4 separate regions of the Mus musculus genome follow, and all the other regions are linked to region 1. A link is a contact called in public ChIA-PET data. All regions are on one chromosome and are shown on one strand. The core of a region is the stretch at or near the end of the contact, and the rest is flanking DNA. Distances in the headings are between cores, read along the strand shown. Region 1 overlaps Ppp2r2c (protein phosphatase 2, regulatory subunit B, gamma). Region 2 has its middle 18 kb from the start of Jakmip1. Region 3 overlaps Gm1043 (predicted gene 1043). Region 4 holds the start of Bloc1s4 (biogenesis of lysosomal organelles complex-1, subunit 4, cappuccino).

The links. ChIA-PET counts read pairs in DNA pulled down with a chosen protein or histone mark.
Region 2: an RNA polymerase II ChIA-PET map of memory CD8 T cells shows a contact between it and region 1, with 17 read pairs. The contact joins two enhancer-like sites. A contact is called at or near these places in 1 of 484 Hi-C or Micro-C datasets (nephron progenitors), 2 of 115 datasets of contacts at active chromatin or transcription factors (embryonic stem cells and memory CD8 T cells) and 1 of 9 other capture datasets (pancreatic islet).
Region 3: an RNA polymerase II ChIA-PET map of memory CD8 T cells shows a contact between it and region 1, with 12 read pairs. The contact joins two enhancer-like sites. A contact is called at or near these places in 1 of 15 datasets of contacts at CTCF or cohesin (embryonic stem cells), 2 of 115 datasets of contacts at active chromatin or transcription factors (double positive thymocytes and memory CD8 T cells) and 3 of 9 other capture datasets (embryonic stem cells, liver and pancreatic islet).
Region 4: an RNA polymerase II ChIA-PET map of memory CD8 T cells shows a contact between it and region 1, with 14 read pairs. The contact joins the promoter of Bloc1s4 here to the enhancer-like site in region 1. A contact is called at or near these places in 2 of 39 promoter capture datasets (embryonic stem cells and stem cell-derived epiblast-like cells), 16 of 484 Hi-C or Micro-C datasets (the CH12 cell line, the G1E-ER4 cell line, the N1E-115 cell line and 5 more) and 1 of 115 datasets of contacts at active chromatin or transcription factors (memory CD8 T cells).

Annotation. Positions count from the first base shown.
Region 1 is chr5:36,918,343-36,924,251 of GRCm38.p6, reverse strand. Ppp2r2c (protein phosphatase 2, regulatory subunit B, gamma) reads right to left here. Exons shown (of 9, transcript NM_172994.3): 2 at 1,187-1,284. Among named protein-coding and RNA genes, the nearest start is that of Gm52813, 19 kb to the left of the region's middle. Within about 2 kb of position 3,096, at least 23 of the 459 cell types and tissues checked have an H3K27ac peak or open chromatin away from gene starts, as enhancers often do. A contact at or near this core is called in memory CD8 T cells, where this site is marked.
Region 2 is chr5:37,063,858-37,069,697 of GRCm38.p6, reverse strand. It overlaps a transcript of Jakmip1 not described here. Among named protein-coding and RNA genes, the nearest start is that of Jakmip1, 18 kb to the left of the region's middle. Within about 2 kb of position 2,362, at least 101 of the 459 cell types and tissues checked have an H3K27ac peak or open chromatin away from gene starts, as enhancers often do. A contact at or near this core is called in memory CD8 T cells, where this site is marked.
Region 3 is chr5:37,156,739-37,163,280 of GRCm38.p6, reverse strand. It overlaps Gm1043 (predicted gene 1043), which reads right to left. Exons shown (of 14, transcript NM_001370827.1): 3 at 3,397-3,535; 4 at 1-341. Among named protein-coding and RNA genes, the nearest start is that of Gm1043, 6.9 kb to the right of the region's middle. Within about 2 kb of position 4,615, at least 9 of the 459 cell types and tissues checked have an H3K27ac peak or open chromatin away from gene starts, as enhancers often do. A contact at or near this core is called in memory CD8 T cells, where this site is marked.
Region 4 is chr5:36,746,186-36,752,389 of GRCm38.p6, reverse strand. Bloc1s4 (biogenesis of lysosomal organelles complex-1, subunit 4, cappuccino) reads left to right here and starts at 3,711. Exons shown (of 1, transcript NM_133724.3): 1 at 3,711-5,016. The coding sequence starts at 3,745. The coding sequence ends at 4,392.

The DNA.
Region 1 (5,909 bases), core at 1,847-4,346:
CTGGCCTGCCCTTGGCGAGCTATTTTAAGCCCTCTATGCTGCAGTTCTTCAGCTGTCAGATGAAGGGTAACAGCAGCTCTCTGTGTGGTGGGGTGGGGATGAGGGGTCCGTATGAGCTAAGGCAGCAAGGGGACCTCACCCTGGAGGGGTGAAGGAGGCTTCAGCTCCTCGCCTGACCCTGCCTCCCTTGAGCCTCTCCCTTCCCTGGTTCCTCATCCCCCAACACATTCAGTGATTGAGAGGCCCCCCTGCTAGGGTGACAGAACACAGCCAAGAACCCAGCAGGTTCCCACGGGGCTTGCTGCTGATTGATCTGTCTGTAAGTGGGTGTGCATCTGTACCCTCAGGGACCAACAAAAAGAGAAAACAAGGAAACTGTGTGGAAGGAGAATGCTCAGCACAGGGTCTGCATAAAGTGGTACCTCAGGTGAGGGGGCTCAGACCACAGGGTCCTTTAGGGTTTCAGAAATGACCTCTCGGGTGGATGGTCTCTGGTTGCTCTTGTATTCAGAATCCTGCTGCATAGCAACAGGGGAGGGCAGAAGAGCAGAGTAAGACTGGCTTGAAACCAAGAATAGGTGCCACACACCCTTAATACCAGCATTCCAGAGGCAGAAGCAGGTGGAGCCCTGTGTTCTAGGCCAGCCTTGTATAGAGATTTCAGGGCAGCCAAGGCTACACAGAGAAACCCTGTCTTGAAAAACAAAACAAGAGTAGTTTGAAGAGTGGAAGCCTGAGCAAAACCTGCCAGTCGGGCAGAGTTGGATGGATTGGGGGTCCTGGCTCCTTCCCCAGCAGCAGCCGCAGGCCACACAGGTAGGGAAGGTTCTGCTGAGAGCTTGTTGGTTTGTCTGGGACAGCACGTGTCAGTGAATAATCCGCTCATTTCTTTTGAATGGGGGGCTCAGCACACAGCTATGAGAGCTATCCCAGTCCACTCACCAGGCCCACCCCCAAATCCCTTGCCCTCCGGCCCCAGGGACCTTGTGACAGAAGGCAGTCAGTAACAGAATTCTAACTGGGCACCTAGGCAAGGTGGGCCAGAAGTCCTGCTCAGAGTATGGCCTGCATCCTGTTGGGGGCCACATCTCCCTCACCCCTCCTCCCCGTCTCCCCACCCCACCTCTGCCTCTAGCCATCTGCCCATCCTCTTCCTGCCCTCCCTCGAGATCCTCCACACACATACCTCTGGTTCCCGCTGGAAGATAACCACCCGGCCACCCTTGTCACCTGTGGCGAGCAGTTCCCCAGTGTGGTTGAACTCGACAGTGGAGATGACGTCAGCTTGAGGAAGCAAGACAGAAGGCATCGGTTAGCCGGCTGTATCATCACACAGTGATATCCGTACATTGCTAGGCTCTGCAGACCCCACACCCTGGGGGCCCCTGGAGCAGGAGTACAGAGCATGCTGAGGGTCCCTACTCTCCTGCAGGAATGTGTGACTCTTCCCTACACCCTGTCCCTCACACAACAACAGGCAAGCTTGATCTCCTTGCTCCAAAGGTCACTGGTACAAACCTGACACTTAGGCTGAGCTCCAGTCCCCAGGGACAAACTGGGGACAGGGTGGGGTCATGCTGAGGGCCTGAGGCCTGTTGGGCATCAGGGGAGGGAGGCACCATTCCACAGGGCTGGATGCCATCAGGGCCTTCCACAGGTCAAGATGTTGCAGCTTTGGAAGGGAGGCAAGGGAAGACAATTGTCCATGGGGACAGTAGGGACCAAGGGTCAAGACACAGTGGCTTGTAGTCTCTAATGTTCCCCTTTGGGGGAAACTAAGGACTGGGCATAAAGCCAGGGAAGCCAGTGTACTGGGACAGATGAAGAGTGGGTTCAAAGCTGGGGACCACAACAGCTAGCAGACTGTCTGCAAACTGGGGACAGAAGGTTGGTGGCATTGCAAGCCACCTGAATGTGCCTTGTCTTCCCTTCTTGAATCAGGCCCTATGTCCACTCCTTATACCTATGGCAGGAAATTAAAAACCAGCCACTCCCTTGCCAGGACAGTGCCTGGTAGTGGTTGGTGTGAACTCCCAGCTCCCTCTTAGAGTCTCACCTCCAGACAGGCCTCTGGGATTTCTCCCAAGCCATACTCTAGATGGCTGAGCTCAACTTACCACCTAGAGGCTTTGCTCATGGGGTTGACTCCCCAGTCACTGGAGTGTCTGACTCATTTGTGTGGGCAGGTGTCTGGAGAGAGCCCACAGGGCTAGACCCAGCCTACAGTCTCAGTATCTGGGAATGAAGGCCACCCCCAATCTCCTCAGGTTCTGTGAGCCACAGTGAAGACTGGTCTGAACATTTCAGGTGGCCAGCCACAGGGCCAGGCCACACATGGGAAGGACGGCACTGGGCCTGGCAGGAGAGCTTCTCCTTCTAGACAAGGCCAGCGCTCACCAGCCCTAAACCTGAGGCTGTCCTATCACAGGATTTATCGGAATTCCAAAATGATTTTTATCTTAAATTTAAACATATTCCTAATATTGAAAACGTGGAAGTAGTCCTGCCAAAGCATATTTCCAATACATTCTGAAGCACAGAAAGTTCTAGAGCATCAACCCATGTGCCCAAGCAGCAACTGTCAGCAGGGCAGGGCAGGGCAGGGCAGGGCAGGGCAGGGTCTACCCCTGTGAATGGGATTCCTGGTGCTTCTTCACCTTTCTGACCTGGGCTCTGTCAGTACCAAAACCTTTGACCCCGACTATGATAAGGGGAGCATCTGTCAAACAGGCCATCGAGGTACCAGTCCTCCATGGGCCCAGTAGATCACTAGCAGGCCTCTCTGACTATACTGACTATATTCAACTCTTTAGATAGTCACCAGAGACCGTGTTCTCTCTCCTCATGCCTCAACCGCCAGCAGTCTCCACACCTGATTTCCTTCTCTGGGTATTAGCAATAGCAGATAGCCTTTCCCTATCCCAACAACCATTCCTCGGCTCAACCTCCATGACACTCAAGCCCAGTGCTAACACTGTCCTTCGAAGGAAGGCCTGAGCCCCCTCCTAAACGCTCATCTGCATCACTGTGCCCCACAGGCTGCAGGAAGTCAATATGGAGAGTCCAGCAACACTACGGCTAACACCATGACACGTCACTTCCTGCCCAGGGCTTCTGAACAGCTTTGTACTTCACATTCAGAGCAGTCTGTAACTGTGCACACCAGGGCCCCAGACCTTCCCTGCCCCTGCCCCTGCTCCCTTCCCTGGAACTCACACGCCCCGGACTTGGATGGTAAACCTCTCTGGGCAGGGTCCTGGGATTTGCTTGGGCCTATGGGACAACAGCTGGCAAGCTTCAAGCAGGACCAACAAGGGACGAATACACTCAGCTCTACCCTGTCGCCTCTGCTTTTGCCAGCAAACAGACCTGCCCAGGCTAGTCCACCAGTCTTCACAGAGGCAAGGGCCACAGAGCCACTAGCCAAGCCTAGCCTGCAGCAGGCCACCAGTCAACAAGCCCAAACAGACCCTTTGCAGATGTGTAACAAACTATCTGCCAGTGATGGATACCTGCCAGGCTACCCTGCTATCACTCCATGCCTGACCCATTGTCTTCTCATCCCAGCTGATCAATGTCAACATCCAGCCTGGACCTTGGGCCTGGGTGCTCTCCCCTGACATCAGTACAACATAGTCTGGAGACTTTCTTCCCATCTTGGACATGGGCAGTCTGCTCGGTGAACTAGTGTGGCCGCCTTGTTGAACCTTTTACCAGCATCTTCGCCCGTTCCATGGCAGCCTGTTCCCCTTCTCGTGGCCTGGGCTGTATGCTGTGTTCCTTATCTGTATCTGGTAGCTATATATGTACTTCAAAGCCACACTGGTGCCTGTGTCTGGTGTAGTATGTGCATCTACTCAACACAAACCTTTTATTTATCAAATACTTTTCTTGAGGAGTTCTGGGTTTAAGACCCAGGCTATTACAGGCCAGCATTGAGCTGTAACCCCAGCTCCAACACATGCCCTCCAGAGGGAGCCCCTGACCCACACTGGGCCTCTGAGCTGTAATAAATGCCAGCTGTGGTAGCAAGAAATCAGGACATAGATACAGGATGATAAAGGGACATACCGTATCCTTTATGCTTAAATAGAGAGGACCAGACAAGTGCCTGCTATACACAAGCTAAGTTGTCCTGGCTACTGAGCCCATCCCATCATGTGGTCCAGGGATGTCTGAGCGCTCAGGGCTGACCTCAAACCTATAGTACAGGGCTTCCAGATGAAACACTGGCTCTTGCAGTTTCACTTTAAAACTCCCTAAGGGGAGTGGGAAGCAGAATATAAAATTGTATATAAAATGTCTTAATTATATAGACCAGTGATCACAGCCTTGTTAAATAAGCAAACAGGCTGAGGTGGGGGGTTGGAATTTTGTTCACATAAAAGCTGTTAACAATGCTTTATGCAGGATGGATGAAATAAATTTCCCCTTCTCCTTTTGTAGGAAATTTCTGTGATGCAGCAACATGATTTTAATAACTTTATTAGGATGTAATCAATACATCAAAAGCAGCATATTTAATGTAGACAATGTGATGAGTTTGGGTGTATACATGACACTCGTTATTTTTATGATGGGAAAAATAATGCAATTAAATTAAAATGCCAACATAACCTCACTATCCAGAGCAATTGAGGTCCACTGAGGCTGGGCGGTTACCACAGTAACAGACACTAATGTCTGTGGGCAATTTACAATTTGTATGTCATTTTCATGTCCACTGCTTCCTTGGAGTCACAAAAGACCCCTGGGGGGAGAGATGACTTCCAGTTGGTGGCGGGAGGACACCCCACAGTGCTCCCTCCACAGACAAAGGGAGGAGTTCTCCTTGGACCAGTTAGAAGTTTGGGTTAGGATCTCGGCTCAGGCCACTCAGCTGTGTGGCATCACAACTATTCTGAGCCCTGGCTCCTCACTCATCTGTGGCAAGTCTATGATGTGTGGTCTTTCTGGGGACAGAGGATGGAGAGGCAACTGGAGTGGAAGAACCAGGAAAGTAGAGCCAACCAGGGTAAAACAAATCTGCTAGGTAGAGAGTCATAGCCTTCAGCTATGCCTAAGCACAGTGGCACTCGAAAGTATAGATCGTGGGTCTGACTCGGCCCCTCTAGACCTGTTCTGGAAACCAGTGCAGAGCTATCTCCACCCTCAAGACCCTTCTACCCAGGCCAGGGCCCTGCCAAGCTCTCCAATCAAGGGCTACATGGAGGTCACATCTACTGTCTTTATGGCATAGGTCGTAGGGGTTGTGAGGCAGAGCTACCTTAGAGAGCCAGGAGTCACCATCCACCAATGTCAACCCAAGTCATTGGGCAGCCAGCCCCTCTGCAGAAAAAAGTCACCTCTTCTAGTAGAATTGAGACACCTCCTGCCCCAGTAACCCCTCCTTCAGGAAGTGCTTCCGGCATGCCTGCCTTACCCCAAACCAGCAAAATTATCTTTCCTCTAGCCATGGGCTCAGGGCCAATGTGTGCTCCTTATAAGGCTAAGCTCTTCTTCCCTGGTGGTCTATGTCCACATTGCCTCTAGTCTTCACCATCAAGCGCAGCAGGGTCTGCCATCAAGCCCAGCTACTTGTCCTGGGAGACCCTGCTCATCTAGCCCAGGAACCCTTATGGGAGTGGAGTTCCCATGGTGACAACAGCAGGATCTAAACCCATGACTAAATAATGAAAGCAAAACCAAACTCTCTGTGTCTCTGGAGGAGAATGAAACACCAGGAAGCCTGTGGGTCAGAAAAAGCAGAAAAGCTCAATCCAGGCGAGCCTCCTCACTCAAGACTTAGCCTCAGCGGGAGGGGTGGTGGGAGGGGCGCCTGTGCAGTGTGGGCGGCTGCAGACACCTGGAATGGCACTAGCCCTAGGCTCTTCTGCAGAGTTGGAAGGCATGCAGGGGACGTGAGCAGA
Region 2 (5,840 bases), core at 1,113-3,612, 150 kb before region 1:
CAAATAAAGCTTCCATAGGAAAACTGGGCTACATCTAATTGAGCTGAAGGCCAAATGGGAATGCCCTTGTTGGTCCCATGGGACTCTCCATACAACCCAGGCTATTGCCAAGGTTAATCTACACAAACTGAGAGGAAGGCCCTGCTGCTGAAGACAAGACTGAACATGGAGAACTCAAGCTGGCACTTACATAGAGCCTTCTCACTCCTAAGTGCCAGCATCTTTGGTACAGGAAGATCGTCTGCGTGCTTCTAAAGGAGGAACATAAACACCAACCCAGCTACAAACCCCTTGATCTACAATGGTGTCCTGCCTGCAAGATACATAGTGCGGTGTGGCTCAAAGCTTGTGAGAGCAGCCAACCAATGTCCGATTTGAATAAAAGCCCTCTCCATGTCGGGAACACATACCCGAAACTGCTTGAGTGACCAAGAACCCGAGACTCGATAGCCCAGAGCTCTGGGAAAAACCAAATACTACTCTTCTACTAAAAGAATATAACAAGAGAATGACTCCTAATGAAACTGAGCTATCCTTGTATATCAGTGCCTTGCTCAGCCATCATCAGAGAAGCTTCCTCCTGCGGCAGATAGGAGCAAGTAAAGAGAGCAGGCAATATGCAGAGAGTGAGAGACCTACGTGTAATGTCTCCATCAAATCCCTCCCCTCAGGGATCGGGGAAAGCATCAGAAGAGGAGGCAGAAAGAGTGTAAGAGTCAGAAGGAGTGGAGGACACCATGAAAACAAGGACCCGTAAATCAACAGGATCTAGGAAGATATGAACTCCCAGAGGCAGCACACACAGCACACACCGAAGAGGGTCCTAGAACTGAAACAGAAGTTCATGCGTGCCCTAATCGCTAACCCAGAAGCTATCTCCAATTGATAGCCACTTGCAACAGACTCCTCTTAAGGGCAGGCCGCATGCCCAGCAGTTGATGGACAACAGAAAACAAACTGAACAACGTCTCTGGAGGCTTTCATAACATCCTTTCAGGGCTGGCTTTTTTGTTTATTTTAAATCTAATTTTTAATTTTCTTTTTTATTTATATATTTTTGTCTCTTTTTACCCTACAAGTCCTTTGCATATATCTTATGACTTCCAGTTAAGAGTTTTATGTGATTGCTGAGTATGCAAATGAGTGTGTATCTGTGTCTGTATCCGTTTCTTGGGCCTTTTCTTGGCCTCATTCCTTTTGTTTGTTTTGTTCTATTCCAATGTATTAGGTTTTGTTTTATCATATTATATTATATTATATTATATTATATTATTATGTTATGTTCCCTTAGAATCCTGCTTGTTTCTAATGAGAGACAGAAAGGAGGCAGATCTGCATGGGAGGAGATGTGGGGAGGAACTAGGAGGAATAGAGGGAGGGGAAACCATAACTAGGATGTACTGTGTAAAAAAACTCTTTCAATAGAGGCAGGAAAAAGGAAAATGAAATGATACAGGCTGCCTGCGTCCAGGAACTGGGAAATGGTACTTGCCCTCAGAGTGGTATGTGTTAGACCCTTCACTGTGCCTGTGTAAACTTCTCTCAGGCAACATCAGAAAAGGGCCCACCTCTGCATCCCCAGTGCCCAGCCTGACTGGCAGAGGCTCCATGGCCTATCTGCTGAACAGAGAAGTTTCTGCCTCTGAGAATAGACGCCTACCTCCAAAGCCATGGCTGCTGCATTCGGCCAGGCGATTTTGGCTTCCTTCAGAAACCTACTGGCTTTCCTGTCAGAAAAACCAGTCTGATGATATCAGTAGGATGCAAAATCATTAAAAGGCACCTCTGAGAAGGCTGTTCTGTAAATCCATCTTCTTAGACACCACAGAGAAAAGACAGTGTGTGCTGTACAGTCATGCCTGGCCACCTCCACAGCATCCACACTGTACTGATGCCTCCACAATGAGGTCCCCAGCTACACACCAGAGCAGTCTTCCTTAGGGGCCTCAGCTCTCTGTCTCTCTCACACACACACACACACAGAGGGGGGAACAGGAGAAGGAGATAGATAGACAGACCGACTGACCCGACAGACCGACCGACCAACCAACTGACTCTAATGGCCCTCCATCAACCAGCAAGGAAAGGCTAAGACTATATAAAGTGGGTCTTTACCCAGAAGCCTCTATCCCTTCCAGTCTGCCATTCTCACCCCATCTGCCATCTGCAGCCACAATCCAGCTGTTTTGGCTTGGCAGTCAACAGCCTCCATCATTTAGCCCCAAGCTCAACACTTTCTTCCCAGCTGTGGCATATTCACACCAGACCACACACAAACAGCGACAGCAGCAACCACACAGCACCTCCCCTGTGCTATACACATTGCGTCAGTATCCTGTTTCCTAAATAGAGGCTCAGCGAGTTCACCTAACCTCAAGATCATAAGACGTCTATGACAGGACTAAGATCACACACTGCTGCCCATGCTGACTCAAGGCCTCTGCCTGCATCCTCCAGGTACATCCTGTTCCTCTAACCCCCACCACTCATAGTCCAGCAGATCCAGCCTAGCCAGTGAGCTTCCCTAGATGCCTGCCCTGGGGTTTCCCACCCCTCACCTCCACCTGGTTGTTTTCAGAGTTCATCACAGCCTAAGCCTTGAAGCTTTCCAGGCTGGGGCTATTTGTTGGCAGGCCTACCTGTCACTCACACTCAAAGTGCTCTGAAGGCCACACACAAAAGGGACAAGCCAGAGAGCAATGTGAACTGTACAGGGCGAGAGCTTTGCACTTCAATTTCCTGTCTCAGTTCCTCAGGTTCAGCAAAATGAGATTAAATAGTGACACCTCACCCGCAGTGCTGTTTTAAGAATGCGCAAGAGAGTATAGGCAAGCACAGTTAAGATCATGCAGGCCCAAGGTGCCTTCCCCCACCACACACACTGCCATTACCGTGACCACTGGAGCCTCCCTCTCCCTCCCCCTCTCTCTTCTCCTCCCCCTCCCCTTCCTCTCCCTCTCCCCATTCTTCATCACAGGCTCCTGCTTCCATGGTACTCTGTCTCCTTCAGGCTGACCTTTGAAATGAAACCTAAAACTTCTAGAATGGTGAACTAAAGTGCATCTTTCTTCAAGTTTCCAGGTATTTTGTCCCAATAATGGCAAGGCTTACACAGCACTCGGAAGGCACTGGCTTTTGTGCATAGGATGCTAGGGACAGATGGGTGGGTGTTGCGCATGCTGGGCAAATGCTCTACCACCAGGCCACTTAGTATGTATGTGTGTGCGCATGTTTGTGTGGGTGCACACATGCATACAGCAGCATGTAGAAGGCAGGGGTCACTGGTGTCTTCTGTGTGTGTACATGTTTGTGCAGGTGTACATATGCATATAGGTGAATGTAGGGTCCCAAGGTCACTGGTTGGTGTCTTTTATCACTCTCCACTATATTTTTTGAGACAGGACCTCTCCCTGAAGATGGAGTTCATGTTGATCGGCTAGACTAGCTGGCCAGGAGTTCCAGGAATCCTCCTGTCTCCACATCCTCAGCCTTGGTATAACAGATAAAACACCATGCCTGGCTCTGTATGTGAGTTCAGGGAATCCAAACTTAGGGCCTCAGGCCTGCATGCAAGCACTCTACTGACTGAGTTGTCTCACCAGCCCCTGCATTGACTCTTTAAAATGAACCTTCCTAAAGTGCCATTCCCAGTGCTGGTGTACAGCTCAGAGGCTGACAGTAGCCAGAGAGTATCTGGTCAACTCTACAACACTTCCATGACCCTTTGTACAACTTATCTTTCTTGGCCTAAAAGTTTTAAGATTCTTTGATTTTAAAACACACACATGCACACCACCAAGCCTGGTTTGGTGGTAGAGGTGTTTGCTGCCAAGCCTGACAACCTCTCCTCCATTCCTAGAACCCACACAGTTGATGGAGAACCCACTCCCAAAAGTTGTCCTCTGACCCCCACATATGCAGTGTGGTACGCATGCACACTTGCAAAATAAATAAGATAAAATGGAGTGACTATTAAAAACTAAATGTGTAGCCGGGCAGTGGTGACACATACCTTTAATCCCAGCACTCGGGAGGCAAAGGCAGGTGGATTTCTGAGTTCGAGGCCAGCCTGGTCTACAGAGTGAGTTCCAGGAAAGCCAGGGCCACACAGAGAAACTCTGTCTTGGAAAAAAACAAAAGAAACTCTGTGTGTGTGTGTGTGTGTGTGTGTGTGTGTGTACTGATCCAGCCTTATTCCAAGAAGCATTTCATGAGCTCCCAGGCTAGTTGCAGTCTTCCCAGTATACACTAAATATTAAGATGAAACTTCTCGGACCAAGAGAAGCGGTACATCTCACTATGCAGCATTCAAGAAGCAATGGCCCCAGAGCCAGCTCCCCAAGTCTGGAATTCATACTTGCTTGCACAGAGGCTTGTACACAGCAGATGATATGAAGCCACAGAGTGCCAGGCCCATCTTGGTAGCCCACCCAAACTGTGTCTGGTCCCACAGCCCTGCTGCCTGGGTGAGAGGCAGCAGACATGTGCTGAAGGATCGGCATTCGGGCTCCAGCCTTGGGTGCAGAAGAGACCCAGACTGAAGCAGGAAGTGGGGGGAGCAGAGATGACCAGCAACTCCACCGAGGCTCAATGGCTAATCTGCCTGCATATTCGCTTGCTACATATTGTTAATAATTCAGCACATCAAATAACTACACATCAAAACTACTTCGTGGAAACCTGCTAGGGGTGTCAGTCTTCATTCAGAGGGGTGGGGGGCTTCCAACAGAGGCAACAGACGGATCCCCTTCCAAGTCCTCATTTCACAAGCCAAATAGCTGAAAGGAAGCCTTCTGTGCCCTGAGCAATTAGGCAAGGAGTCTGTCAGATGTCTGCAGACTGCAAATGAGCTGGGGGAGGGGTACATGTCAGCCTAAAAAGAGGGAATGAGGTAGGTTTTCAGAAACTCAAAGATCAGGCACCCAAAGTCCCTAAGACACTTATTCTACTGCACACTGGAGTCACACCCAACCCTGCAGGCTGCCAGTCTGGCACCAATTTCCTTGTTCTCCACCCTACCATCAAGGCCTCGCCCCAGCCAGAATGAACCCTGGACACTGCCCGGTACATGTGCAGCCATGCCTTTACACATGCTGGCTCCTCCTTCCTGTTCCGTGCGAGAAACTCCTATTCACCTTCCAAAGGCCCACTCAACCCCCACGTCTCACAGCTCCACAAAACAAACCAGCACAGGCCACACAGGCAGGAGAGAGGCAAGGACCAGCTGGATCAGAACCAGGTTCTAGACAGCCTTCCTTTCCTGTCTAGTGTGTAAAGGAATCGCAATCCACCTCAGGCGGCAGGGAGTAGAGCAGTCAGGTGTGAGTATGTGGTGGGGAAAGTCTCTGGTGGCGGTGTTAGGGGCTCTCGGGCTACTAGATCAGGAGCAATGAAGTCAGCTTCTCTAACATCAAAAGGCACACAGATGTCCAGAGCATCCGTCCACCGTGACCCCAGTCCACAAGGAGACACAGCAGTTCCTGGAGAGACAGCAACCCAACTAAGTGCCCTACCCTCCAGGCACAGCCACCGGCACCACCACGGCTGCTTTCAGAGGACATGTGCCAGCTGTCAGCTCTTGATTATTTTTTCCACAATGTTCAGTCCTTACATTAACCTTAAAAGTGGGGACGACAGGACTGGGGGCGGGGGGTGGCTCAGTGGGTAAAGTGCTTGCCTCCTGTCTTAGTCAGGGTTTCTATTCCTGCACAAATATCATGACCAAGTAGCAAGTTGGGGAGGAAAGGGTTTATTTGGCTTACACTTCCATACTGCTGTTCATCACCAAGGAAGTCAGGACAGGAACTCAAGCAGGTCAGAAAGCAGGAGCTGATGCAGAG
Region 3 (6,542 bases), core at 3,366-5,865, 240 kb before region 1:
GCCCTGGCTCGCAGCGCGCTCAGCTCTTCCCCCTCGGGATCACCCAAGGGACCGGCTAGAAACTGCGGTCCGGAGCTCCCCATAATGGGCGACGAGTCCGCGGCCTGCAGCTGAGCCAGCAGGAGGCCCGCAGCGTGCCCCAGGCGCCGCACGTCGCGCTCCAGCCGCTGCACCTGCACCCGCAGAACGCGCTCCTGCTCCCGCACCAGGCCCAGCTGCTGCCGCTGCACCCGCCCGCAACGCTTCAGGGCCGCCGCCTGCCGTGCCAGCGCCTCGTCCTTGCGCCGCAGCCGCTCCTGCAGCCGCCGCTGCCGTCGGACCGCACTCTCTGCCTCCCGCACCTAGGAGTTGCGGTGATGGGCATGTCAGGGAGCCCCCCAGACACGCGCCTTGCTCGCCTTGATCTCTCTTCCTAACATTCCCTTATTTTGTGCATGGTGGGTATTTTTCATTATCATGTGGCGCTAGGACCAAAGATGGCTCAGAGGGTTAATGTCACTTGTCACCAACTTTGAAGACCCAAGTTGGGTCCCGGGTACCCACATGTGGTAGGAGAAAAACCTATACAAGTTGGACTCTAACCGCCACTGTGGCACATGTATGTGCACGCACAAAATAAATAAACAAAATTTTAAAGTTATGCTGATTACTGAGTTTGCTGACACTGCAGCCAAGAGTCACCTTCACCTCATCCTGTCATAGTCCCATATCTCCCTGAGTTCCCTAAGTCTGCGTGTGGAAGAGTGTTCAGTGGGTTGGAGGGGCAGTACCCTGCAGAGGGTCTCTGGAGTTGTTTCATCTCAACAGTCCTGACACACCGATTTCCAAACACCACAGAACTTTCCAGAGCTTCCCAGGTCAGTGAAGTGAGCTGAGCAGGGGCCAGTAAGCCTCAGTAGCTAACTGTTCACAGCTATGAATACCTTGTCCCCACCCCACCCCATCACCCCCACACACACACCCCATCACCTCCAACCCCCACCCCGCTGAAATAGAGCTGTCATTAGCCCCACCACACATTCAGAAGCTATCTATATAATGGGACAGCTAAAATTCTTGCAGCCAGCTCTGGAGCCTTGTGTCTGCCTCAAGGGCTTTTTATCTGTCCCTTTGGCCATCTTGCTGAGCAGGGAACACTTCTCCATATTCAGACACCCAGCCTTCTCCCTACCACAGACAGTGAGTTGGACTGACATACAAACACTGCCTCTGTGGGAAGCTTTCTCTCACCAGCTAGCTGCTTTCCTCTGCTGCCAGAGAGCCTGCAGGTAAAAGAGGCATTTGCCAAAGGAGAAAGGACGTGCAAGACCAGCCCAGGCTGGCTTTGTGGGGTAGTTTATTGACTGGGTGTGGGGAGGGAATAAAAACTGGAGTTGAGTTTTTTGAATCTTCCTGGCTTTATAATGATGTGGATTCTGTCCTGGGTGCCTGTATAATTCTGGGAACCTGGGGATCCACGGCATGGGTGGGTGGGCCCTCGACACCTCTCAGGATGACCAGAGCTTGCTGCGGAAATGAGGCCTCTTTGCTCCCTGGGAGTAGGACCAGAGCAAAGCTGGCACCTGTGACAGATCACACACATTTTCTTTAAATGCCCAAAGCCTGTTCAGATGCCCCTGCGATACTAACTCCTACATCGCAAACTCTCCAACAAAAATATAAAGGCTAGAAGTTAAGGTTGGGGAATGGGCTGCAGCTGGACCACCTCTGACCCTGACCAAACCACTGAGTCTGTACATAGGCTTCTTGACAGGTCTGTGTGAGTACATTCTTGCTGCTCTCTGGCTCGTGCTCAGCTTGCTTTCTTAGACAGCTCAGGATCTGCCCAGGGATGGCACTGCCCACGCTGGGCTGGACCCTCCACACCCATCATCACAGACCGTTCCTCACAGACATGTAATGACAATGGAGAAGCATGTGAAAAGGACTGATAGCTCCCTGGGCTCCCCAACACCCCCTCCTCCCACTAATGCAATTAGTGGCTTGCATGTCACCCTCACCGTTCATCTGCCACCACACTACAAGCATCTCCACTGCAGGACTGTCCCTGACTTCCCTGGGAATCCCAGATGTACAGAGAGCAAGGCTCGAAACACCCTTACAATGTCTCCTCAGAGGAACCACATGTCCCAGTGCAGAGACACAGCCTGTACCCTGCTTCTCTGAAGACTCCCCTAGGGTTGAGAGGCTAAGACCACGTGAGCCAAGGGTTCAGTTTAACTTGAGTCTGCCTCCAGTAGTCAGGGGAAAGGTGAGAGTGACTCCAGGCTGGCCCACTGGTACCCAAGGGCTAAGTTGAGCTGAGCTGGACTTTCCACTTTACATTTTTGTCTCAGTGAATACCATGTCATGTACCCTAGTTGTCCCATAGTTGCCCACTGTCAGACACACACACACACACACACACACACACACACACAAAGACACAGCTGAACAAAACCCGAGAAACAACACCCCCTTTAGTGGGTGCCTTGCCTGTTCAAGTTGAGTTCACATCCCATGAATGGTCTGCACCCTGCAATCTTAAGACCCCACTAAGCTGTGCCCCTGAAGCCTGGAAGCTGGGTGCCCAGGCATCATTGGGTACCTACTGCAGAGGTGTGGGTCCATCTGCTATATATTCCTTCTGCAATATGGCCTGCATCACCTGTCCCCTGAAAAGTGTCTTACGATAGATAAGAATGGCCAGTGCAGATGACATTAAAAGATGCCCCCTTCTTTGAGTGTTCTATGTGCATGGACCCATTTAGCTCATATAACCACCTGAGAGGTGGGTAGCATATTCCCATTTTACATATGAGGAAGCAGGCCCAGGGAGGTTGTGTCACTTGTCCAATGTCACACAGACAATTCAGCAGGATAACTAGGGTTTGCCTCCGCCCTGAACCACTCACTTCTTCTTGGTGGGGCTGTTTCTTATGCTCTGCCTCCCTACTCCCCAAAGCTTTAGCTGCCTTCCTTGTTTCTGCAATGGCCCCTCTGGAGTTCCCGCTGTACCTGCCAGCCTTTCCCTCCCTACATATACAGCTTTTCCTGGCTCTCCACAGCAGAGTGTTGGTCTGCCTCATTCCCACCCTTCAAATACCTTTCCCAGAAGGTCTGGGAAGTTTTATCCCCAGTTCCCTGAGTGTCTTTCTCCTGCCACACCCACAGCATACCCAAGTCCCTCCTCCACCCAAGAACGGGTTCTTATCTTCCCCCTGTCCCCACCTGCACACAGCAATTTGAAGAGAGAAACCTGCACTGCCCACTTCCTGACCTCAAGGACCCAGGCATGAGAAAGATACCAACACCCAAGCTTCCCCGGGAGGCCTAGGAGGCAGGCAGGGAGAGGTCAGACAGAGAAACTGAGGCCCAGGCTGATCACACGACCAGGCACTGGGAAGGGATACGAACCTGGCTGACCAGTGTCCCCTTCAGTGCCTGCAGCTGCTCCTGGACGCGGATTGTGGCACTTCTTTCCTCGGCCACACAGGCACTCAGCTGTTCCACCTTCAAGAGAAGCCTCCTTTCTGACAGCTCCAGCTCCTGGACCCTGCGGGAAGAGAAGCAGGAGACACTCAGGATAGAAAGTAAAGACTGAGTGTCCAAGCCACCATGTAAACCCCACCACCACCACTCCTGTTCAGCCGCCCGTCTAAGGGTTTCATTGTCAACCGCCCACATACTTCATCAGCTAGGACTTAAGCTACGTAGCCCAGACTGGTCTCAAAGTCATGGTGATTCACTTCCCGCTTTCCTGCCACTGGATGGCCAGGTTGAGCCACCAACCCAGTCATATCTATCTCATTAGAGAGTCTCTGTCCTACCTCAAAGGGCTGGGAAGATAGCTTAGTGGGAAGATAGCTTAGCTGGGAAGAGCGTTTGTTCAGTGAACATGAGGACCTTAGTTCAAATCCCCCAGCACCCACATAAAAGCCATCCCTGTAACAGAGACAGACAGACCTTAGGACTTTATTGCTCATCCTGCCTAGGCAAGATGTGAGCTTCCAGGCAATTAGGTGGAGAGTTATGGAGGAAGACACGCTCATGTCCTGTCTGGGCCTCTCCATGGATGCAGATGGATGTTGCATGGATAACCATACTACATACGTGTGTATACACACACACACACACACACACACACACACACACCAGCATCACTTACCACAAAATTCAATCCTATGTGTTTCTCAGCCCTACATGATGAGCGAGAGACACTGAGGGGAGGCCGACCAGCCAGGAGCTTCTATTTTTCTTTTCTTTTCTTTTCTTTTCTTTTCTTTTCTTTTCTTTTCTTTTCTTTTCTTTTCTTTTCTTTTCTTTTTCTACCATCAGACCAGTGGTTGCAACTTAAGCATCCTTCAGGTCATATATTTCACACAAGAGAAAACTGAGGACCTGAGAAGCAATTATTTCCCAGGGTAGCACAGAATTGTGGATTCTAGGCTGACTTTTAACCCTATTCACTGTTGCCTCCCATTCTGGCTCCAAACTTGCACACATCTCCTAAGGAAATGACTGAGAGTCAAAAGGTGTCTGTGATAAAAACAGAAACCATGGTCATGTCTGTGTGGCTTGCGCTTGCACAGGAGATGCTGGGAACAGCCTGTAGGACTGACACGGAGTGGCTGAGCCATGCAGGGCTTCGTGCTGCATGACGAGACTCTAGAGACTGTGCCTAGCCAGGAGGGGACAAACCCTGACTGCAAACAAAGGAAGTGACATAAGCAGGATGCCCCCACCAGAAGAACCACAAGACGAGAAGTTTCCTTCTCCTGTTCAGTGCTAGCCTTGCCTTCATGCTAGGTAACGTTAGCCGGAGATATCCCTCTATCTAACACCTCTAAGACCAGCCAGACCAGCCAGTGGCCTTCACCTCCATCTCAGACCCTGATCCACTGGGAGGGGCGGGCTCTGTCTTTACCAGCCATTGAAGCCTAGCTGGGTTACATCTATGACCCTCAGATTTTCCTCTGTAAGATACAGGCTCTGCTCACTGGGTTTTGTTAAGATAAAAGAGTATGCTCTTGCTCTTTAAGACCTGGCCAAGGGTTTCCTCTCCTCGGGGAGTCCCTCTATCCCTCCTGAATAGGTCCTCTCAAGCTAATGAGTGAGGAGGTGAACTGGTGCCTTCTCACTGCTTTTGAGATGCACTGAGAGTTGAAAAGGAAAAAGGAAGCCGTTCTCTTTATTTGGGGGAGCAACCTGTGCCCTGACCAGAGAAGACAGTCTGCTTCTGACTCAGTGCAGTGCAGTAGCCAAGCTGTGGTCCCAGATACACCCAGATCCTGGTCCCTGCAGGAAGGGTGTCGCCCTTCACTTGTCCAGAAGGCTGCAGAGCAGGTGAAGTCAAGTCCGTGAGAGGAGACGACAACTGGTCTCCAGCTAGTCAGAAGGAGGCCAGGGTGGAGCTGACTGTGGAGCAGAAAGCCACAGCAGCACGAAGGCACCTGGCTTGCTACAGCTCTGAAGTGGGCTAGGAGACGAGGAGGGGTGCTCAGCTCAGGAGCAGGAATCAAGCAGCTAGGAATCACAGTTCCAAGGGTGTCTGGGTGTCACCCTACTAACAATTTGAGCTAAGCCTGAATCCTAATTTCCAGCCTCCAGGGCTGTTAACCAACCATACCTGGGTTCCTGTTTGATTGTCTGTCTGTCTCTCTGCCTGCCAGCCTGCCTGCCTGCCTGTTTGTTTGTTTGCTTTAGAAACACTATGTGAGTGCAGGTGCATATGCATGTGTGAAACCAGAGGTGGACATGGGGTGTCTTCCTCAACCACCCTACTCTTTCTTTCTTTCTTTCTTTCTTTCTTTCTTTCTTTCTTTCTTTCTTTCTTTCTTTTTTCTTTCTTTCTTTCTTTCTCTCTCTCTCTATTTATTTATTTATTTATTTATTTATTTATTTATTTATTTAGAGACAGAACCTCCTACTGAGCAAGAAGCTCACTGGTTGTTTGAGCTGGCCAGTGCACTCCACTGATCCCCTATCTCTGACTCACAACACTGTGGTTCCAGGTGTGTACCACCCCTGGCTTTTACTTGGGTGTTGCAGGATCTAAACGCAGGTCCTATTGTTTCTACATTGGGCACCTCCAAGATGGAGCCATGTCTTTAGGCTGTTTTTAAGCCACCAAGTCTCGTGGATGCATGCCTATAACCTCAGCACCCTGGAGAGAAAGACAAAAGGATGGAGAGTTAAGGCCATCCAGGGCTAGAGCGAGAGTCAGAGGCCAGCACCAGCTTGAAGTCCTGTCTCCAATCCCACCATGCTACTCCCAAGAAAAGGAACCAAGTTTGTGCCATTTGTCATGGCAGCATAGGACACCCATACTCACAGGACCCTGAAAAGGGCAAGGGGTGGGTTTGTTTGTTTGTTTGTTTGTTTTTTGTTTTGTTTTGTTTTTCTCTCTACAATAATCACACGAGGCTTGTCAGCATGGTGTCACAGAGAGTACTGTGAATCTAAGATGCTCTGCCGTGAATATATGGGCCCACAGTGGTCACAGGCTAGACTCCTGGTACCTGGAATACAGCTCTGAGGGATGTATAGGCACAGTGAAACAC
Region 4 (6,204 bases), core at 2,462-4,961, 170 kb after region 1:
GTTTCCTACCTCCTAGTCTCACGCTAACCCCTAAACTGAAGTTGAATAAGCTTTGTGATCCACAGGCATGAGCAGCATCCCCCAGATAATCAAAAAGTGTCGATGGCCCAGCAGTACCTGTCCAATAAAGAACACGGGGCCAGGGTGCAGGGCATGGAACATGAGGCGGAAGCAGCCACATTATATAATTTCATTTTGCACACCAGCCCAAAAGGGGTTCCCGTGTTTATTGTGAGCATGTATTTACTCTTATCAAATAATATTTATCAGTTCTAGGATCCAAAGCCTGCCTAGTTGGCTATGACTGTACACACAACTCTGGAGTGAAGAGACCCCACTGAAGTGCAGCCTGTGACAATGAACAATATTCTCAATGAAGACCTCCGACCCCTGCATACCTCCATGGCTCTGTCTCCCAGAGCACCTCCCCTCTGTAAATTGCCACCCATCAGCCATTTACCAGCCTGGAACTAGGGACTTCCACTCAGGCTGTTGTTCCCTGCCCCTCGGATATGGCACTGTTTCCTCTTTCAGGGTCACATTCTGCTTTCTAGGCCCAGAGAAGTCACTTGCTCTGAAAAGTTTCCCAATGCTCCCGTGCAGAAGTGACTCCCTTCTCTAGTTCTTGGGATACACCATAGAACCATGCCTACTTTTCATTTCTGTCTACCTCTGGCCAACCACATCTTGTGTTTGCTGGTGCCTTAGATAGGATCGCATCTCATCAGAAACCACCCCTGTAGAAAGGGAAAGGCTTGGGTTGGTGGAAAGCCTGAAGCTTGTTCCCACCGTATTGCCGTGGCTCCCAAAGCCATTCTCCCCCACAGTACTTACTGGGAATCTCACAAACTGTTTGAAGTTCACTCTGCTTGACCTTGAGGACTCAACGAAGAATGTCTTTTTGTTATTGTTGTTTGTTTGTTGTTTTTTGAAACAGAGTTTCTCTGTGTAGCCTTGACTGTCCTGGAACTCCACCTCTGCCTCCCAAGTGTGGGAATTAAAGACACATGCCACCACCTCCCAGTCAAAATTTAGCTTTCAACAGAAGTCTTTTAAGTCAAAGGCAAATGAACACTCAGCGAGTGCTCGGTTTGGACCTTGAATGCCTGTCAGATTTACTGCCTGGGTCCTGATACTGTCTCCCCCACTTTCTCCCCCATCTCTGTCCACCATCCATAATGTTTTTGTCTAAAGCCCCTCTGACAGTGAGGACTTCATGACAGTAAGATACTGTTGCTCCCTCTCCAAGCTTCATTACCATTTTGAATAGAGAAACATTACCATGTATTTTGCTGTCATCTGTGTGACCTCATCATTTTCTTCACAGGCTGAAAGGTGCCAGAAGATGATCAGGTTACACAGATGAACGCAAAATACACAGCCTTCAAAACATAGCAGAGCACGGAGAATATCTGAAACAACTTCCTCTAATGGAAGTTATCTTTGAAGACCCAAATGCATTGGAGATCTATCTTCATATCAAGGTCACCATGCAGACACCATAAGGAAGATTATCAAACCACTCAATGGAACAAAAATGTTGGTTCTAATAGGACAGTCACCCGAGGTGTGCCTGCCTAAGCATGGTGTGTTGGGAAATAGAAGAAAATCTAGACCACACAGCAGAACAGAGGAGAGTGTGAATGTAGCAAAGAGAAATAGGCAAGAATAAACCAGAAAGACGCTAAGGAAAGGCTACTAAGCCTTTCCAGGTGTTTCTAAAAGGCAAGTATGCCACTCAAGGACAGTGGCTTAAGGAAGTAGCAGCCTTTAAAAAAAAAAAAAAAAAAAAAAAAAGTGTACTCTATCTGCAGTTACACTTGCATGCCAGAAGAGGGCATTAGATCCCATTACTGATGGTTGTGAGTCACCAAGTGGTTTCTGGGAATTGAACTCAGGAGCCAGTGCCATCTCTCCAACCCTGGAATGGAAGTAGCATTTTTAAGAGCAGTTAGTATTTTTTTCTTTATTATTATTTTTTAATCCTGGGCTATGAAAGGCTGATATTCTTTGTCTCCGTGGCAAGTTCTCCCCGCGATGTGTTTCAGGTTCACAGCGATAGACTCCAGTCAGCTGACCCAGATGGACTGACATGATGGAGAACTGAAGCAGCTTGTAGCTTTCTCTATTTTGTTGCTCAAAGTTGTTTTTCTTCTCTAATTCCTAATTCCCAGTGGGAAAAGAGGTCATGTGAGCTCTACCCAGAGAGAGGATGTGTTTAACACCTAACAAAACTCCAACCACCCAGTCTTTTGCAGGATGCGTGTGGGTACCTGCCTGTGTATGAGTATGTCAATAGTAAACAGCCAACACTTTTCCTAACTGTTCCCTATTGGGGATCTGGTTTACGTCTCCTGACAATGGGGTCCAGGCCATTTGGACAAAATACCCACTACAAATCCCATCAAGACAAGGGCATCTCTACTTTATGCCTGTCTTCACTTGACAATGTTGAAGAATAAGGCCCTAAGTTTCCCAAGGACCTGCCAGACTGCATGGGTCTCAGAGACGCCACCTTGGATGTTTCTATGAATATTAAGAATTTATTCCTACCTTGTTTTTGTGTTTGTTTGTTTGTTTTTCTGGTAGCATTGTGATGGAATCCATGCTTGGGTGAGAGTACTTCTTTTGTGAGGAGGCTGAGATGACCACTCGTTAGGTTGACTTTTGTGTTCCACTGTTCTTGCTTTTGCTTACAGTTTATTTTGCTATCGCTGGTAAGGGAAAAGAGGCAGGCTGGAGCCTCACATGGGTGCTGGTGGGTACTACACAGTGGATAGATGTGGGAACAAGTCTAAGAGAGCTGTGAACTTACTGTGAACTACGGATAGGCCATTGTGTGGGATGTTCTTCCCACAAGGTGGCCTTCTAGAAAGAATTACATAAACTGTGATAAGAGGATACGCAAGGACGTGCAGGAAATGCCCTGGCATGTCCCCGTTATCTCTGTGGGAAAGACAAATAGGAGGGATATTCTTGGCTCTTTTCACAAGACCAAAGATGATAACACCAGGTATATTTTCTGTACTTGTATTTGCTAAAACTAATCATAAATGTCACCTCATATTTTGCTTCCTTTAATAATAAAAATGAGAAGTTCTTTGTATTATTCTTGAGCTCAAACACCTGGAGTCCCCCAGTTCCTAGACAGGGCTTTGGAATATCCTTCCATCTACGGAGATTTAGCCTTGGCTGGCTACAGGGCAGGTGGAGCAACAGAGGTAACCTGCTGTGACGGTATGGACAGCCTCAGCTCTGCTTCAATGTATTTCTCTGACACTATCATTTGTCAATTTACCACCAATCTACCTATCATTCCATTATCTATTGATCTGTCTGTCTGTCTGAGACAGAGCCTCACTACAGGACCCTTGGTGGCGTGAAACTGGCCAGGCTGGCCTTGAATTTAAGAGATTTGTCTGCCTCTGACTCCTGAGTGTTGCTACCAAAGGCCTGTGCCACTGGTCTAATCTATTTGTCATCTATTATCTATCTGCCATCTACCCATCTTTCTATCTATCCTCTAATCGTCTGTCACCCTCTTTGGATTACTAACTTGTGCAAACTCTGCTGGCACACACTACGAACGCACCGACAAGCCAGCCAGAAGCACTGCGGGCTCTCTGGGCATGTGGATAGTAGGCTTGGCTACTTGTTAGGGGCGTGACGTCTTTAGGAGGCGCCGGAAGCAGGCATCTCAGACCGTAACGCAATCGCTCAGCACCGGAAGCGGCCGAGCGGGCCATGGAGGAAGGACCCGCCGTCGGAACCCTGTCTCGAGAGGTCTCTACCGAGGAGGCCGAGCCGTTGGGCGCCGCGTGGAGCGGGGACAGCGGCCACGTCTCGCAGAGCCACAGCAGCGCGTCCGGGCCGTGGGACGATGACGGCCCCGAGGACGCGCCGGGCCGCGACCTGCCGCTGCTGCGCCGCGCCGCCTCGGGCTACGCCTCCAGCCTGCTGCCCAGCGCGGGACCGAGGCCAGAGGTGGAGGCGCTGGACGCCAGCCTGGAGGAGCTGCTGGCCAAGGTGGACGAGTTCGTGGGCATGCTGGACATGATCCGCGGGGACTCGTCGCATGTGGTGGGCGAGGGCGTGCCCCGGATCCACGCTAAGGCGGCCGAGATGAGGCGCATCTACGGCCGGATCGACAAGCTGGAGGCCTTCGTGCGGATGATCGGGAGCAGCGTGGCCAGGATGGAGGAGCAGGTCGCCAAGGCCGAAGCCGAGCTGGGGACCTTCCCGCGGGCCTTCCGGAGGCTGCTGCATACCATCAGCGTCCCCGCTCTCTTCAGGTCGGCGCCCAGCGGGCCCCAGCGCGCGGCGTACGAGCCGCCAGTCCTGTTTCGGACCGAGGACCACTTCCCTGGCTGCGGTGACAGACCGCAGCTCTGAGCGTGTGCGCCTCCACCGCATGAGGACTCCAGCGAGACTCTTGTCCCAAGTGTTAAGAAATCCTGTGAACTGGCGTATGTGATGCCGGGATGTGAAAGGTTAAAGTTTATTTTCTGCAAACGACTTGACATCGTCAGTATTCGATGCCAAGAGTGTAGGTCTCTATGTCTTCCAGTTCGGATTCGAAAGCTCTTTGGTGGGGACCTGGGGAAGCCAACTGAATTAATTTATCGGTGCAATACGGCAGAGCTGTTATTTTTATGGCCTTTATTACAGTGAACAGTGTTTCCTTGTTAAGATTTATATATTTATATGATCAAAAGTGCCCAAGAAATTAAAGCTGTATTATTAAATCCTAACAGTGGTTCAGTTTTCTGTAGCCTTCTGGGATAGATAGTAAATTGTTTTGTATTATATTCAATTTTCTATGGTGTAGACTGTAAGCCAAAGGAAAGAAGACAGTTTCTTAAGATAGCAAACTGGGCGTTTTGTTGCAGGGAGTCCTGAAGTTGTATTTGACAGTTTGACTGGAAGCTTAGTTTATCAAAGCAAGAATATTAATGTATGGTTGTCAGTGTTCTATTTATAGCACATCAATTAAAATGTTAAATTTCTTTGGCAGAGATTTCCTTCTGGAGATTATTTACCATAGTTTGTTTGGAAATGAGCCTGTCGTTCATGTTTTTAGTAGTGGGGTAAGAAAAGGCAACTTCCTTCTTTGGAAGGTTTGTGTGAAGAGCCAACCTCGCTGCTCTTCTCACAGTTCTGCGGTTCTTCCCCCGAGTCTCGTTGAGCAGAAGGGTTTTGTTCTTTCACTTTGGGGCACACGGGTCCCTTACCAACAAACTACTATTTCCTAAGTTGGTTCTCCCAGGTAGTACTCAGCTGAGTCTCTTGCTGTCTGTCAGGGTAAAGTCGGTAATGGAACCAGATGTGATAGCACACATTTGCAATCCCAGCACTCAGGAGTCGGAGGCAGGAAGATCAGAGTAGCAGGATAACCTGGGCTGTAGAGTAAGCTCCAGGTCAGCCTGGGTAGTTAAGAAGACCATATATCAGTAAATAGATGACTTAGCCAGGTATGGTGGTGCACGCCTTTAATCCCAGTACACAGAAGGCAAAGGCAGGTGGATCTCTTAGTTTGAGGCCAGACTGGTCTACATAGTGAGTTCTAGGAGAGCCAGGGTTACAACCCTCAGTAAATAAATGTGATAGTATTATCTCCTTTTGCTTTTCATGGGCCTTCTGTGTTGTATGGTGACATATTTTTTTTCATTTGATTTGTAGTTCACATCAAGAAACAGGTTTAAAAGCTGAGGGGACAAGTGACCTACATTTACTGTTCAGAATCTAGTGGGTGCTACTAGAAATTATTAATATATTTTTATGACAGTCAATGAATGTGAAAATAGAGTTCCAGGACAGCCTGTGCTAAAGAGTAGCACCCTGTCTCAAAAAACACCAAAAAAAAGATTGCTTTCGTAAGGTTTTAGAGAGATGGCTCAGCAGTTAAGAGCATGGTCTGTTCCCACTTGGTTTTGAAGACAGGGTTTTTCTGTGTAGTCCCAGCTGTCCTCTTGGACCAGGCTAGGCTCCAACTCAGAGACCTTCCTGTGTCTGTCTCCCAAGTGCTGGAGTTAAAGGCATGCACCACCATTGCCCAGCTAGCCCACTTCAGTTTTGTGAGCACTCACAGTGTCTGTTAGCTACAACTCTTTTCTTAAAAGGTTGTTCACTCCAGGCAGTAGAAACACGCCTTTAATACCAGGACTCGGGAGGCAAAGGTAGGCAGATCTGAGTTTGAGGCCAGCC